Linked DNA regions of Mus musculus: region 1 is linked to region 2. The links are chromatin contacts, called in public HiCAR-type maps. All regions are on one chromosome and are shown on one strand. Each heading gives the region's core, a stretch centred on a gene start, on an enhancer-like site or on the middle of the called end of the contact. The rest is flanking DNA. Distances are from core to core; before and after follow the strand shown.

Evidence for each region. HiCAR-type assays count read pairs that join an accessible place to other places.
Region 1: a HiCAR-type map of PVALB interneurons shows a contact between it and region 2, with 2.8 times the contacts expected there. The contact joins two enhancer-like sites. A contact is called at or near these places in 15 of 484 Hi-C or Micro-C datasets (8-cell embryo, ECoMG-derived neutrophils, the HPC-7 cell line and 7 more) and 7 of 115 datasets of contacts at active chromatin or transcription factors (the HPC-7 cell line, PVALB interneurons, bone marrow-derived macrophages and 3 more).

The regions. Positions count from the first base shown.
Region 1 is chr16:90,118,092-90,125,152 of GRCm38.p6, reverse strand. It overlaps a transcript of Tiam1 not described here. Among named protein-coding and RNA genes, the nearest start is that of Gm10789, 21 kb to the left of the region's middle. Within about 2 kb of position 3,157, at least 28 of the 459 cell types and tissues checked have an H3K27ac peak or open chromatin away from gene starts, as enhancers often do. A contact at or near this core is called in PVALB interneurons, where this site is marked.
Region 2 is chr16:90,039,388-90,046,826 of GRCm38.p6, reverse strand. It overlaps a transcript of Tiam1 not described here. Among named protein-coding and RNA genes, the nearest start is that of Tiam1, 82 kb to the right of the region's middle. Within about 2 kb of position 5,361, at least 44 of the 459 cell types and tissues checked have an H3K27ac peak or open chromatin away from gene starts, as enhancers often do. A contact at or near this core is called in PVALB interneurons, where this site is marked.

The DNA.
Region 1 (7,061 bases), core at 1,908-4,407, 81 kb before region 2:
TGCTCAGGGATCCACTTTCCTCATCTCTCCAGTGGTGATGAACAGCTGTCCCTAAAGACTGCTGGGAGACCAACAGGCTGCCTGTTCCCTGATTGAATGCAGTGTGACTAGACACGTCATGCGCTGCTGCCATGCCTTTCCTGCCAGGGTGTGCTGAGCCCTCAAACTCAGCCAAAATAAACCCTTCCTTAAGTGTGTTTGTCAGGTGTTTGGTCAGAACAAGCAGAAAACCACAGATACAGATGATACAAGAAGGCTGGGCTGAGGAGCCCATGCCGTATCAATGGATAATTATGAGGAAATCGCCTACATGCTCAACAGTTACCCTTCCAGAACTCTTGGAGCAATCAGGACTCATCATGGGCTGCAGGTTTGACCAAGTGGGAATAAATTAGGTTTCAGAAGTGCCTGCTGTGGACATTTCTCCAGTTTTGTTAGAGAGAGGCAGAGCCTTAATCCTGGGAACTTAGTTTCCTATTAGATGCAGCTGCCTTGCTGCTGGGCTTCCCTTTGTTTTCTTCCCTTTGGGCTGCTGGTTCGTTTCCTTCATAGAAGCTCAGATCCTTGTGATGACAGGTTGTGTGTGTGTCTGTATGTACACTACATATTGGCTTGTGTGTATGAAGATGTGCATGCAAATATGTTTGCTAGCATGTGAGGCTGCATGTTGAGTTAGCTGTCTTCCTCAGCCTCCTTTTTTTTTTAAAAAGATTTATTTATTTATTTATTATATGTAAGTACACTGTAGCTGTCTTCAGGGGCATCAGATCTCATTATGGGTGGTTGTGAGCCACCATGTGGTTGCTGGGATTTGAACTTAGGACCTTCGGAAGAGCAGTCGGGTGCTCTTACCCACTGAGCCATCTCACCAGCCCTCAGCCTCCTTTTTTGAGGTAGGGTCTCTCATGGGTTTTTTTTTTTTGGTTTTTTTCCAGACAGGGTTTCTCTGTATAACTGTATAGCCCTGGCTGTCCTGGAGCTCACTTTGTAGACCAGGCTGGCCTCGAACTCAAAAATCCGCTTGCCTCTGCCTCCAGAGTGCTGGGATTAAAGGCGTGCGCCACCACTCCGGGCTGGGTCTCTCACTGAATGTGGGAGCTCAGTGATTGGCTCGGCTGGCTGCTCCAGGGACCCTCTCGTCTCTCCCTCTGCAGTGCTACAGTGATAGTCACAAGCTGCCACACTGACCTTCATGCTGGGGACCTGAGCTGGGGCGCCATGCGTGCATGGCAAGCACTTTACTGCCTGAGCCGTCTCTCCACTATTTCTTAACTCCTAGACTGTTGGACATGGATATTTAGTATATTTAAGTGATTCAATTAGTAGTTGATAAGACAGTAGATCACTTTCTCTGAAAGCCTGCTCCCTTCCTCCCTCTTGCCTAGTTTGTCCTGTGTGTGTGTGTGTGTGTCTCCCCTTTCATTTTCTCCCCCCTTTTATTTTTTTTTAAAGAATTATTTATTTTATGTATGTAAGTACACTGTAGCTGTCTTCAGACACACCAGAAGAGGGCATCAGATCCCATTACAGATGGTTGTGAGCCACCATGTGGTTGCTGGGATTTGAACTCAGGACCTCTGGAAGAGCAGTCAGTGCTCTTAAACCGCTGAGCCATCTCATCTCTCCAGTCCCCCTCCCCGCCTTTATTTCTTTTGAGATCCGGATTCCGCGGAGAAGTCCTGACAAGCATTCAGCTTCTTTCTTCCACTCAGAAGGTCTTAGCCTAGTGTGTGTCTTGTTACTTTTTATTCACCCATTTCTGTCTCCTCTAAGTCAGGGTGCAGGACGTTGGAGCCCCGCACAGTGCCTTGTGCTGGCTCCCAGGGCTGGCTCTCAGCACAATCGTTCCATGGCCCAGGGCCAGCCTTAGATGTGTAGGAGAGGAGCTGTGTGAACTGTCTTTTCTACTGGTGAGGGAGTTGACTGGGCAGCAGGACGGGGTGGGGATCCCCCAGGCTTGGTGAAGGCCTGGTTCTACTTAAGCTCTTCCAAACAGGGAAGAGGGCAGTAAACAGTCTGCTAATGAAGTCTGTAGGTGGCAGTGAACATGGAGGTGTGGTGATGCTCTGGGCGCACAGAACACAGAGAGGATGCTGGGAAAGGGTAAAGAGCGGGAGGAACACGAGGCTCTGGGGGGGGGGGGGTGGTACTCTACCTGCTGGGAAAAGCACAGCCGCCCTCTGGAGAGGAGCTGGCCAGGGTTGCTGCCCTGAGTGCAAATCAGGGCGGGGCCAGAGCAGCGAAGCTGCTTCTTGTTTTTGGTAATCAGTAGAGATTGTTTTTATCATTTCAGCTCTTGTATTACTTACTCAGGAGCAGGGCCAGCCTGACCGTAGCCTGCGCATGTGAGGCTCGGACGGACCTCCAGGTGACCAGAAAAGGTGGCCTCCTCCCGTCTGTGTATTTCCAGGCAGAGGCCCAGGGCCTGGAGGTCTGTTCTGGGGACAGCAATGTGGCCGAACAGCTGGCGGAAACAGCTGGCTGCTCGACATGAACTAGAAGGGGCTTGTTGTCCAGGTGTCTGTTCCCCAGGAGGCTCCTGTGGTTGGTTTGTTGGGTTGCACCATGGTTTGTGGCTCTGTAGTGTTAGAAACTTGATAGCCACGGGGCAGGTCTGAGTACCCAGTGCTTTCCTTTGTTAGTCTGAAAAACCACACTCTCCTGATGGGAGACAAGGCAGCCTCCAGTGAAGAAAGGGACATTTTGGGGTTAGAGCTGATGACCATGCCACCCACGATGCTTAATTTCTCAGCCTCAGTTTGTCTGTAAAGCAGCTGCATGTAGTTCTGGGTCCCTGGGAGATGGTGCCAGGTGTGGTTGCCCCTTGAGGCAATGTTGGCAGTAGTTCCTAGTACATAAGCTTTGATTTTTGCCTTTTTTCTTTCTTTCTTTTTGGACACAGGGTCTTGCTGTGTAGCCTGGGTGGTAATCAAACTCAGCGTGGGTTTATAATGGCTACAATAATCAAGGACCGAAGCAAAGAGGTCAGCCCGTAAATGCTGGCTATCCACGGGAGATGTCCCCCGCCCGGCTAGAGCAGGGTGGAATCCCCTCTGTGAGAGCAGCATTTTGCACACACGTCAATACCTAGGTGGCCCTGAGAGGAAGGGACAGGAGTTGGCAATGTCCCCAGGAGGCGGAGGGAAGGTGACACTAGGTTTTGGGCTGTTGAATTTCCAGACGCCTGTCCACCATGCGGCCGTGTTGCGGTGACTTTGGTGTGGTGTTTGCAGAGGATCTATTTTAGGGAGGAGAAGCGTGACCTGATTTGTGTCCTTGATTTTTCCTCCTGGACCTGGACTGGGCTTGTAGCCCTGACCCACAAGGTCTTAAATTCCCCGAAAGGAAATTCTGAAGAAGAAGCTGTGCCTGAGAGATAGCCGTGTGTGTGTGTGTGTGTGTGTGTGTGTGTGTGTGTGTATGTGTGTGTGTGTGTGTGTGTGTCTGTCTGTCTGTCTGTCTGTCTGTCTGCCAAGCAGATCACTGTTGACCTCAGATTGTTCCTTCTGTGTACGGTTTCTCTACTTAGCCCTTCGAGGATGGAGCCCCTCATTGTCTCTCTGCTTCCCACCATCGCTGTTACTGATGGATGTCAAGTCTGTTTCCTAAGGGCATGCTGAGTGGATATTTTGAGCAGAGGTGAGCAGCTTGGCTCCCTCCCCCCCAATGCATTTCCCTTTCTGACCTGACTGCTGATGCTGAGGTCGATGCTGAGGTCTCCTTTACATCCTTGTGTGGTTGGGGCTTGGATCCCTACTCTGAGCACCCTTGTCTTCAGTACGTCCATCCTGTGATGTTCATCTGGACAACAGCCAGTCTGACCATTGGGCATGACAGACGTGACGCCCTCTCTGATTCTGTTATTCCAGAGGACTTTCTTTGGGCAATGGTTTGACCTTGGGTGAAGTTCAGTAGCTGGGGAGGATGGAGACTAAGGATGGGAGGGTCCAGTGTTGCCGTGGCAACGTCTGTGGTCGCCTTTCTGTCTTGGACTCTGATGACTGACAGGCCGGGATAGGGAGGGTTCAGGTCACTCCTACCTGGAAGATTTAGCTTCGTCCTTTCTCTCTGGGAGCGCCTTGCCTAAGGGGTAAATGCTTAAAACCCTTGAGTCCTCTCCAAGCTTAGTGCACCAGGGTACTGGGAGAAGCGCCGGCTAGGTCTGAGGTAGCTCATATGCATCGTATTAATCTTCATCTCCATCACAGTAGATAACATAAGTGTGCGTTACTTCAGGAGTTGTTTAGCCTCAGTTTTAATCGCCTCAGCACAGAAGTGGGATTTTGGAGTTTTGTGATGAAACACCATGACCAAAGCAACTTGGGGAGGAAAGGGTTTATTCGGCTTACACTTCCACATAGCTGTTCATCACTGAAGAAAGTCAGGACAGGACTCAAAACAGGGCAGGACCTGGATGGAGGCAGGAGCTGATGCAGAGGCCATGGGGGGATGCTGCTCACTGGCTTGCTTTCCCTGGCTTGCTCAGCCTACTTTCTTATACAACCCAGGACCACCAGCCCAGGGATGGCTCCACCTACCATGGGCTGGGCCCTCCCCCATCAATGTGGCAAATGCCCTACAGCCGGATCTCATGGAGGCATTTGATCATTGAGAGTCCCTCCTTTCAGATGACTCTAGCTTGTTTCAAGTTGACATAAAACCATCCAGTGCATTAGGGTTTGGAATAGCTGCATAGCTGTTTCCAGTGCAGCTTCCCTACTCCCCAAAAGGGAGATCTCTGAAATGCATGCTCACAAAGTTTTAGAGATTTATAGCCATCCAAATATATATATTTAAAGTTTAAAATTTCAACTAAAATATAATTACATTATTTTCACATTCCTCCTCAGCATAAGGTATTTAAAAAAATATTTATTCTTATTTTGAATTAAGTGTGTACAGGTGTGTCTATGTGGGGTATATGCGTATGGGACTGCAGTTACCCATGGAGGCCACTAGAGGGCACCAGATTCCCTGGAGCTGGAGTTAGTAGAAGTTGTGAGAGCTGTGGGTTCTGGGGACCTCTGCAAGAACATTAACTGCTAAGCCATCTCCCCCTGGGGAATATTTCCAATGTCAGATTTCCAGAGCAGGGTTCCTCACTGAACATGGGAAGGGGTAAGTGACTCCCACGTGTGTGATTCTGGACGTTTCCTCTGATGGGCCAGCTAAAGACGCATCCACGATAGAATGGCTGCTAACACGTGGGCGCCCAATTGTCACAGAGTGCTAGCCTTTCTGCTTTCTGTATTGGTAGACTCTGATTGGTCCTGATTGTCTGTTTCCCCCTTCTCCAAAGTTCTCAGAATTAAAGTCCTCCCTGCTGCAAAGACTTGTCATCGAGCAAGGAAACATACTGTTGGGTCCTGCTTCTGGGCTTTGCTAGTAGGCACTGGATTCAACATACATTGATTGATTGGTTGATTGATTGATCGATTGGTTGGTTTGGGGGATTATGATGGCTGTAGAGTAGGCTGAGACTGCGTGGTTAATCTCCACTTTATCAATGAACAAGCTGATGGCAGAGAAAGACAGAGGGGTAAGATCATCTAACAGTGGTGGATGTCAGCTGGAGCCTAGGTGCACCGAGCAGTGTGCTCAGGACCGCCATGTCCTGTGCTGTTGCTCTGAGGTGGTAAGTCCTCCCCAGTAAGTCCTCCCCAGCGGTTCAGACGACTTACTCTTAGCTGGCGATGGCTGCGGCTTACGTTAGGGTGTCTGTCCAGTCTCTCAGCCCTCTCTGTGCGTGCACACTTGGGGTTTTTCTTGTGACAGCACTGAACTAGTCAGCTGTTCATGTCAGGCTATTTTTACTGAGAATCGCCAAGGTTCAGGCTGTTCTTTCTCTGTCTTACTGCTATAGCTCTGCTCTTTGATGCCATTTGTAAAGAGAAAGATAAATACAACTTATATTAGGTTGGATTGATCTGGCTTTGCAGGTAGAAATCTTGGTTTGCAAAGGAGTTAAAACATTGTTGGAGCGGGAATAGGGCCTCCTGTATGTGGTCCTGGCACTTGGGAGGCAGAAGCAGGAGGTTGGTCATGAGTTCAAGGCCCATGTGGGCCACAGAGTGCAATTCTATTTCAAAACCTGAACAAAATAACGTCTAGCGCGATGGCTCAGCAAGCAAAGGCAGGTGAGGGCCCTTGCTGTCAAGCTGGTGTCTGAGCTTGATTCCTGAGTGTGGTAGAGAGAAGCAGCTCTCGCAAGCCGTGTTCTGACTTCCACACAGTTGCTGGGGTCTGTGTGTGCCCACACAGGTACACATGTGTGGGAACAAACAAACAAATGAGTACACAGATGTAATGGGGAGAACATTTAAAAACTTAAAAAAAAAAAAAAAACAAACTCCCCAACCAAAAACCCTACCTAGACTCACAACCAATCAGTCAACCCCATTTCCCAACAAAGTGAAGCACAACACGGTATAGTACAACACAACACAATACAACAGAACACAGCAGTGTTGGGGACAGTGACAGTGATATCTAAGGCTTTTCGTGATGACCGTCCCTTCAGATTGTGCCGAAACTCATTTTACAGCTGGGAGCTGAAGCATGACTCTTCTAAATTTAAAACAATTAATTTAGCTGTGGGTGGCAAAGGCCTGCCATTCCAGCACGCAGGAGGTGTGAGTAGAAGAGTCAGAAAGCCAGCATCTTCCTCGTCCCATTGAGTTCAAGGCCAGTGTTAGCTGTGTGCAACCGTCTCAAAGCCCAAACAGAACAAACAAACAACCCAAACCCAGACCAAAGACAAATGATAGAATTGGTGGTTGTGACTAAAAACTGGCCATCGTGAGATTCTTGGACATGTTACCAGCATGGGAAAAACACACTCTTGATTTGTTATTTAAATTGGTGAAATTAAAAGAGACTCTCTGGTCATCACTATGTTCAATGTATGTGATTGGTTCCCAGTGATCTCATTTGCCCAGACTGTTTTTCAAGATCTTTTTTTGGGGGGAGGGGGCTAGGGGGAGGCCTTTCAAGTGTGTTGCAGATTTGTTGAGGAAGCATCCCTTTGGAGAACTCACGAGCTACTCACACTGATGATGAGT
Region 2 (7,439 bases), core at 4,112-6,611:
TAATGAAATCTCATCAACGTCTTGTCTCCTGGCTGTTTTCACTCGAGGCCGAGGAGGGTCCAAGGAGGAACAGTTTAGGGAGCCTGTGGTTTCGCCTTGGCTTCTTTTTGGCTTGTGGGAGGCCGCATCCCGTGAGGTCCAGCTTTTATGAAATCTGTTCTAAATGACTTGAATGGGAGCCAGCGCAGCCTGATGTTTTCTGTTATGTAACCAGTCAGATTTATGTTGCATACAATGAAATTTCAAATCCCAGTTTTTAGGGGATTTCAAAGAGGCATAAGGGATGCTCTGAGCTTCCTGGAGAAGGAAGATTTGGGAAAGCCACCATAGTTCAAGGCTCATTATAGAAACCACAGCTATAAAACATGATGGTTTTTGGTCCCTAATGAATATCAGAAATATTTTTGAAGCTGATAGAGATTGAAAACTGATGGACCACAGGAGTCTGATATCTGGGGCATCCAATGCAGTGATACATGGGGTGGGTAACTTCTCAGGAGTGCCCAGTGCAACGGTGCATGGGGTGGGGTGGGTGGGTTGAGTCACATGACTTCTCCAATATGCCTGATGCAGTGATGCACAAGGTGGGCCATGAGACTTCTGGGGATGCCTGATGCAGTGGTGCATGGGAAGTCATGTGACTTCATTTGTTTTATGTATGTATATGTATGTATGTGTGTGTGTGTGTGTATGTGTTTGCACACGTGGTGCATGTGCAACAGGTAGAGTTCACAGATTAATTTGCAGGAATCAGGTCTTTAAACTCGTGGGATTGGTCCTCAGGGGTTACAGAAGCACCTTTATCCATTTACCCTTTTCTCCGCCTTAAATGTGATTTCTCCTCCTGGCAATTGCACTGGTCCTTTGCGCTGGCGAGATGGCACAGCAGGTAAAGGTGTTTGCTGTGAAGGCCTGGTGACCTGAGTTTGGCTCCTAGGACCTATGGAAAAGAGGAAGGAGAGAGTTGCTTGCACAGAATTATCTTCTGACTTCCACATGTGTGGTTTAGCTCATGCTCTGCCCCCAAACACTGACTTATAAAATTTCATTTTAAAAACGCAATCCTGAAGCGCAGTGCTGAGGACGGATTGGCCCGCAGGGGCAACAGCCAGTTCTAAAGAGCTCTGTGGGCTGCGGCTCTCCAAGGGAGTTGCTCTGTGGGAAGAGATTACTTCTCTCCACTTCTTCTGGTTTCATAGCATCTGTGGAGTAGTCCCTGAAATACCTGTTTATCATCTCTCGTCTGTTATGAGAAGGCCTAATTATTCCCAATGGTCAGAAGTGGTTAGGGAATGTGCAGGCCCGGCCACGTCCTTCACAGGGCTGTCAGTGACGCTTCCCTGTTCAAAGTTAGAGTCGTGAGATGAAGAGCGGGACCTATGGCTTCTGCCCATCAGGCAATTGTGATTTCTGTGGCCGCTACCCAAAGTGGTTAAATCCTGGGAGCAGGTACGCGTGAGATATGCTCGAGTCTGGGTTTGGGTACCTCAGTTCATTGCAGCTCTGAGTCAGAGTCGAGGTGTCACTGGTGTGACTTCAAGGTGTGGTGCTTTCATATTTGTGTGTGTGTGTGGCCTGGTGCAGGTCCTTTATCCAACCACTGCGTCTCCCTTCCTAAATCCTAGGGAGCTTGTTAAAATGAAGATGCTGAGGACCCCATCTTCCCAGAGGCGCTTCTTGGCCATGCTGGAATCCAGCTCCTTTGTGCTGTCTGCCACTGGCTTCGGCTTTGACCCAGGCCTCCTTACCTGCCCAGTTCTGGTCTTAGAAGAACCCTGCAGTGCTGCCTGCTCTTTCTCCTTGATAGCTGATCAACTTGTTCATCCCTCATCTTTGACCTTTAAGCCCAAGCAGTTTTTAGCAATTCCTACAGAAATTAGGTCACTTGAGCAAGAGTCCTCTGACTCTTAAGGTTCTCGTTTGGTAATCCAATGTAACCTGTCCCTCGTCTATAAGTCCACTCTTACAACGGCTGGGGTCTGGATCCCCCCCTCCCGACCTCATTGGAATATTTGTATTTTATTTATTTCAGAAATGTTTTTCTTTAGTAAAATTCATATTCTTTATTGGTGTGTCCAAAGACCGAATCCTAAATTAAAGTCCAAAACACATTGGCTTAACTGAACAAAAGGTTAGGTTTTTTTTTTTTTTTTTTTTCTATATGAAGTTGACTCCTAAATGACTATTATGGAACGGAGGTTCTTTCTACATTGTAGCTCTCCTATCTCTAACCTGTGCTCCAAGTTTATCATCTATGTTCTGCTAGCTAGAGATTAGTAGCAGAACACATTTCTGTTTCCTAGGGGCTGGGAAATATCGGGTAAAGTGCTGGGGTTTTTTTTCTTTTTTGATAAATTTTGCATTTTCACTAAGTGTTAGTGCTTATACTTCAGCAATCCTTGGGATACAGGGTCCCTTCAGCAGTGCCTTAGTCAATCCTCTGTGTCACGTTTTCAGTGTCCTTCAGTTGTGATGATCCGAGCACTTGACAGCTGATTTTTTTTCTTTTTTAAACGATGAAAAACGGAACAGTCCCTTCCGCACCGGAAAGAGAAGTTGAACAAGGAAGACACACTGAGTTTCTGCCCTTATCCTGAGTTTGCAGAGGAAGCATGGTGACTCGTGCGGCCACTGATTAGGCGACCAGCGGTCCCGTGGTCCTCGTGTTGCAGCTTCTCTGCTTTGCCGTGGTCCGCCTTCCCGATCTGAAAGAGAATCTTGATGGCCTCACTCTGCTCCCCTCGGTGCTCTGTGAGGCTCCTGGGACTAGAATGCCAAGCACAGGAAACACCAGCGTCTCCTTCCCTAGTCGTGGCCACAGTGGAGAGCTGTCAAGCTCACTTGTCTCTTGTAAGCTACTGACAACACATAAGGCTTCGCTTCAGGTCCTGGTTAGCATCGTTGATCTGGGAGCAGGGCAGCTCTGATGGCATCTGTTACAGACTTTGGGTTTTTGTTTTGTTTTGTTTTTTTTCCCCTCCTCAAGATAGGGTTTCTCGGCGGGCGTGGTGGCACACGCCTTTAATCCTAGCACTCGGGAGGCAGAGGCAGGTAGATTTTTGAGCTCGAGGCCAGCCTGGTCTACAAAGTGAGTTGCAGGACAGCCAGGGCTATACAGAGAAACCCTGTCTCAAACAAACAAACAACAACAACAACAAAATAGGGTTTCTCTATAGCCCTGGCTGTCCTGGAACTTGCTCTGTAGCCCAGGCTATCCGTGAATACAGAGATCTGCCCACCTGTGCCTCCTGAGGGCGAGGCTTAAAGGTGCTTGCCACCAAGCCCGGCTTGTTTTATTCCCTTCTTAACTTTCGTTGATTGATTGTGTGAGCATTCGTGGATGCATGCATGCCTCGTGTGTGTGTGTGTGTGTGTGTGTGTGTGTGTGTGTGTAGGTCAGAGGTCAATTCTATGGCCCTGGTTCTTTGATGCCATGGGATTTGGGGCTGAAACATAGAAAGATGTTCATCAGCCTTTGAGCAAGGACCTCAGCTCACTGAGCTGTCTCACGGGGCCGCGGTTTACTTTTAGAGCAGGGATTGGGATTATTTGGTTTCCAGAATGGGGCTGTATGTCACACATGGAGCGGAGAGGCAGAGAGCAGCGGTATGTGACGTGGGGTGGTGAGGGAGGGGCCGGCGAGTGGCTCATCAGGCTTCCTTGTTTCCATGGGGGCTTAGAACAGTTGGGACTTAGATAGGGTTTGAGCAGATTGCAGGTAAAGGGGAAACGATACTGGATTGTGAATACAGAGCCTTTGCCTGAGACTTTCCTTACGCTTCTGACTCAACACTGCCTGTTGCTAAGCTACTGAAAAATACAGCACAGGCTGGTGGATGCTACACTGAACATGGCTCCAATGCTAAGTAATGGCGGGTCGTAAATACTGGGCGTGAGTTTCTGTTACCCTCTCATTTCTTCCTCTTAATGATGTTAGGAGGTGTGACTTCTGTTTTGTCTCCTTTTTACCCAGTGAGGGAAACTGAGGCATGGAGAACGCAGGTAGTTACAAGGGGTCAAGTCCCTGGAGACAGTCTGAGTGGTGAGATCTTACCCCACCCGGGGTCCACTTGGTTCTGCTTTAGCCATTGCTTTCTTGGACAAGTACTTCAGGGAGAGAGACACCCTGCTCTCTCCTTACACATGGACTGCATGTCTTAGAGAAGTGGGCTCCTCTCTTGCGTCCGTCGTGATGATGATGTCGTCTGGGTTAGCACGCTGTGCTGCCAGCTTTGTGAGGATGTGGGTGAAGTCAGCTCTCCTTCTCGGTTCCCTTTGATGGTGTTTTTTTTTTTTTTTTTGCGCGAAGATAAGACAGGGCACTTATGCATACCAATGACTTGCCAACTGCAGTGTCTCTTGGGGATCTGCTCTCAGGATAGCACCAGTGGGATGTGTTGTAAATTACTGAGTGCTTTGGAAGTTTGTGGTACTCCTTCCGGGGTCAAGGGAAGATGGTGTTGGGTATCACTGAGGCCAGATCTGTGTTTGGTCATCTTGTCAATGCCCTTTTTCCCGTCCAGGTGTTTCTTAGGAGTTAATGGAGACAGCACATGACTTGGGCAGGTATCTGTTCTACAGAGGTTCATGCAGTGAGAACTTGGTCCCACATTGGCAGTCTTGGGAGGTGATGTGGAACATGTAAGCCATAGGTGGTCTTATGGGTTGACTGGGGCATACCTGTGAATTATGTATGTATGTATGTATATACACTTGTGGTTACTTCCTCACGTCAGAGTTCTGCTGTGATTATCAGGGACCAAACCAATGGAGCTGTCATATCTTGGTCTTCAAACCACTAGAACTGTGAGATGAACAACTCTTTTTCTAATTTCTGTTCTTCCTTTTATTGGTGTGCATCCAGATTAAACTCAGGGCCCGACATATGGTAGGTAAGTGTGTGACCGCTGAGCCAGCCTGAAACCTCTCTTCCTTGCAAAGCTGGCCTGACTCAGGCCTTCCCCTCTGCTCTCTCAAGCCTGACTGTTGTAGTAGTTACCCTTCTCGAAGTCTCGGCAGACCGCAGCACAGCGCTTTCTCTGGGACATGGTATCAGGTGAGTTAGCATATGGGCTCGAAATTCATTTTTCTTGACAGCATTTTGTCCTCTTATAAAGGAAGTGAGCAATCTAGACCAGAGTTTCTCAACCAGAGATAGACATTGCTATTGTGGAGCTATTCCTCTGCGCTCTGGCCTGACACTGGAGGGAGGAGCCTCATCTCCATGTTCTTGGGACCCTGGGGGGGGGGGTCATTCTCTATGAAGGACGTTGTTGCTAAAGCACCTCTTCTTGGTCTGCTCCGGCCTGACCTAAATATGAGGAGTGGCTTCGGAAAAGAAGATTCATGCTGGCTGGCTCTGTTAGCCAGGACACTTGATCCATTTACCAAGTATAAATGGACATAACTTTTGATGGGTCTGCACTTACAGTATTCCGTTCGTTCGTTCGTTCATTCGTTCATTCATTCATTAATTCATTCATTCATTTCTTGATGATAATGAACACACAATAGAAATCCAGTAGGAATGACACTTGGAGTTTTGAATCTGTTTCTTTTCCTGAGCTGGCAATGCACCATCTGAATTTCTCTCTTGATTCCGACTAGCAGCAGTGAGCTGTAGTTCCCAATTAGGCCCGCAGTCACGAGAGGAAACAGCTGGTACTCTGCAGCGTGCTGTGTTGCTAAGCAACACTATCTGGTAGATGGGGGAAATCAAGTGCATTTTTAACTTATTATGTTTTCGACTTATTGCATTTTAAACGTTTTATTTATTTTGTGTGTGCACATGTGAGCCCATGCGTGCTTAAGCACCTGCTACAGTGGATTTGGTCAAAGAACAATTGGTGGGATCCAGTTTTCTCCTTCCACTGTGGGGGTCTCAGGGACTGAACTGAGGTCATCATGTTGGGCAGCAAATACCTTTACCTGAAGAGCCATCTGGCTGCCTGGGATATTTTGAAGGTATGTGGCTTAGCAGGATGTAACCACAGTATAATGTGAGGAATATATGTAATTACTTCAGTGGTTCTTCACCGAGTGATTACTGTGTGCCAGGCCAGGCTCCCCTTGTCAGGGAAGCTCTCCTCCCTGGGACACGGATATAGAGTCAGGAAGGGCAAGCTGTCACTCAGAAGTCACAGCAGTCCTTCTGGAGAGTCCTTGCAGCTGGAGCCTGTCCCCACGATGCTGGTGCTGTGGGGAGGATACCCCAGACTGTCACTGGGTGAACCACTGCTGTAGTTCCGTGAGCACTAACTACTTAAGAATCGAGGAACCAGGCATGGTGGGTGTGTGCCTTTAGTCCCAGTGCTTAGAGAGGCATAACTCTTCAAGTTCAAGGCCAGCCTAGTCTATAGTGTGAGTTCTAGGACAGCCAGAGCTACATAGTGAGACCCTATATGAAAAAGACCAAACAAAGAAACAACAACAACAATAACTACTACAAACCAACCAACCAACCAACCAACCAAACAAACAAACAAACAAAAAACCAACCAAGGAAATCAGATTCATCAGTGGATCATTGAATTCCAAGAGTTTCCATTTGGCATCAAATAGGCAGCCATGCTTGGAACTCTCTTCAGACTCTCGCTGTCAAATACAGGGTAGGGAGCCATTGATTTCAGTTCCAACTATGTGACTCTGGACCACAGCAGCATTCTGCCCGGGTGTCTCTTCTCCCCTCTCAGCCCCAAGGCTTGGCTGTGAGGATACTGGCTCAGTTGCAGGCTTATTTTGCTCCTTTGTCTCCAGTCTGCTGGGGACCACTGTGCTACAGGTTGTTTGGTGGCTGAAAGGAATTCTGGTCTAGATCATGTCCAGTGGTAATCTCTCCTGTAGGACTGTGTGTCTGACCCTTATTCATCTTGGCTGAATATGGACACTTGATGGAATATTTTATAGAGCACCGTTCATGTTAAAAATTGTAAGAAGAATTAAAAAGCTGTGGACAGTTAGAAACCCAAAGCTTCACTTACCTGGCGATTTCACATCTGAGGAATAGAACTGTACCCGGTACTCTTTGATCAGTCACCACATCTGCCGGTTCAGAATACAAATCAATTATCACCTTCGTCTTAAAGCATAATTGAAGTCTCTCTTCTCAGTTGTCAGGGGATCAGCTCCCTCTCTATTTATTTATTTATTTATTTATTTATTTATTATTTATTATTTATTATTTGCTTGCTTGCTGCCCCTTTTGTTCTGAGAAACTGTTCTAAAGGACCAGCTTGGTTTGTCCCAGCCTGATGTGCCTCGCCACGTCCTCTACTAGCAAGAACGGGCTGTAACCTGTCAAACACGATTGCAGCAGCTACAGCAATCCACAGGCGCGGTCTATTTTCAGAGGTTGTGTTTGCAGCGGGGAAACGGACACATTTGTTTTCCATCTCACACTCAGTCTGCACGTCTAATCGCTCCGATGTTAATGTGGGATT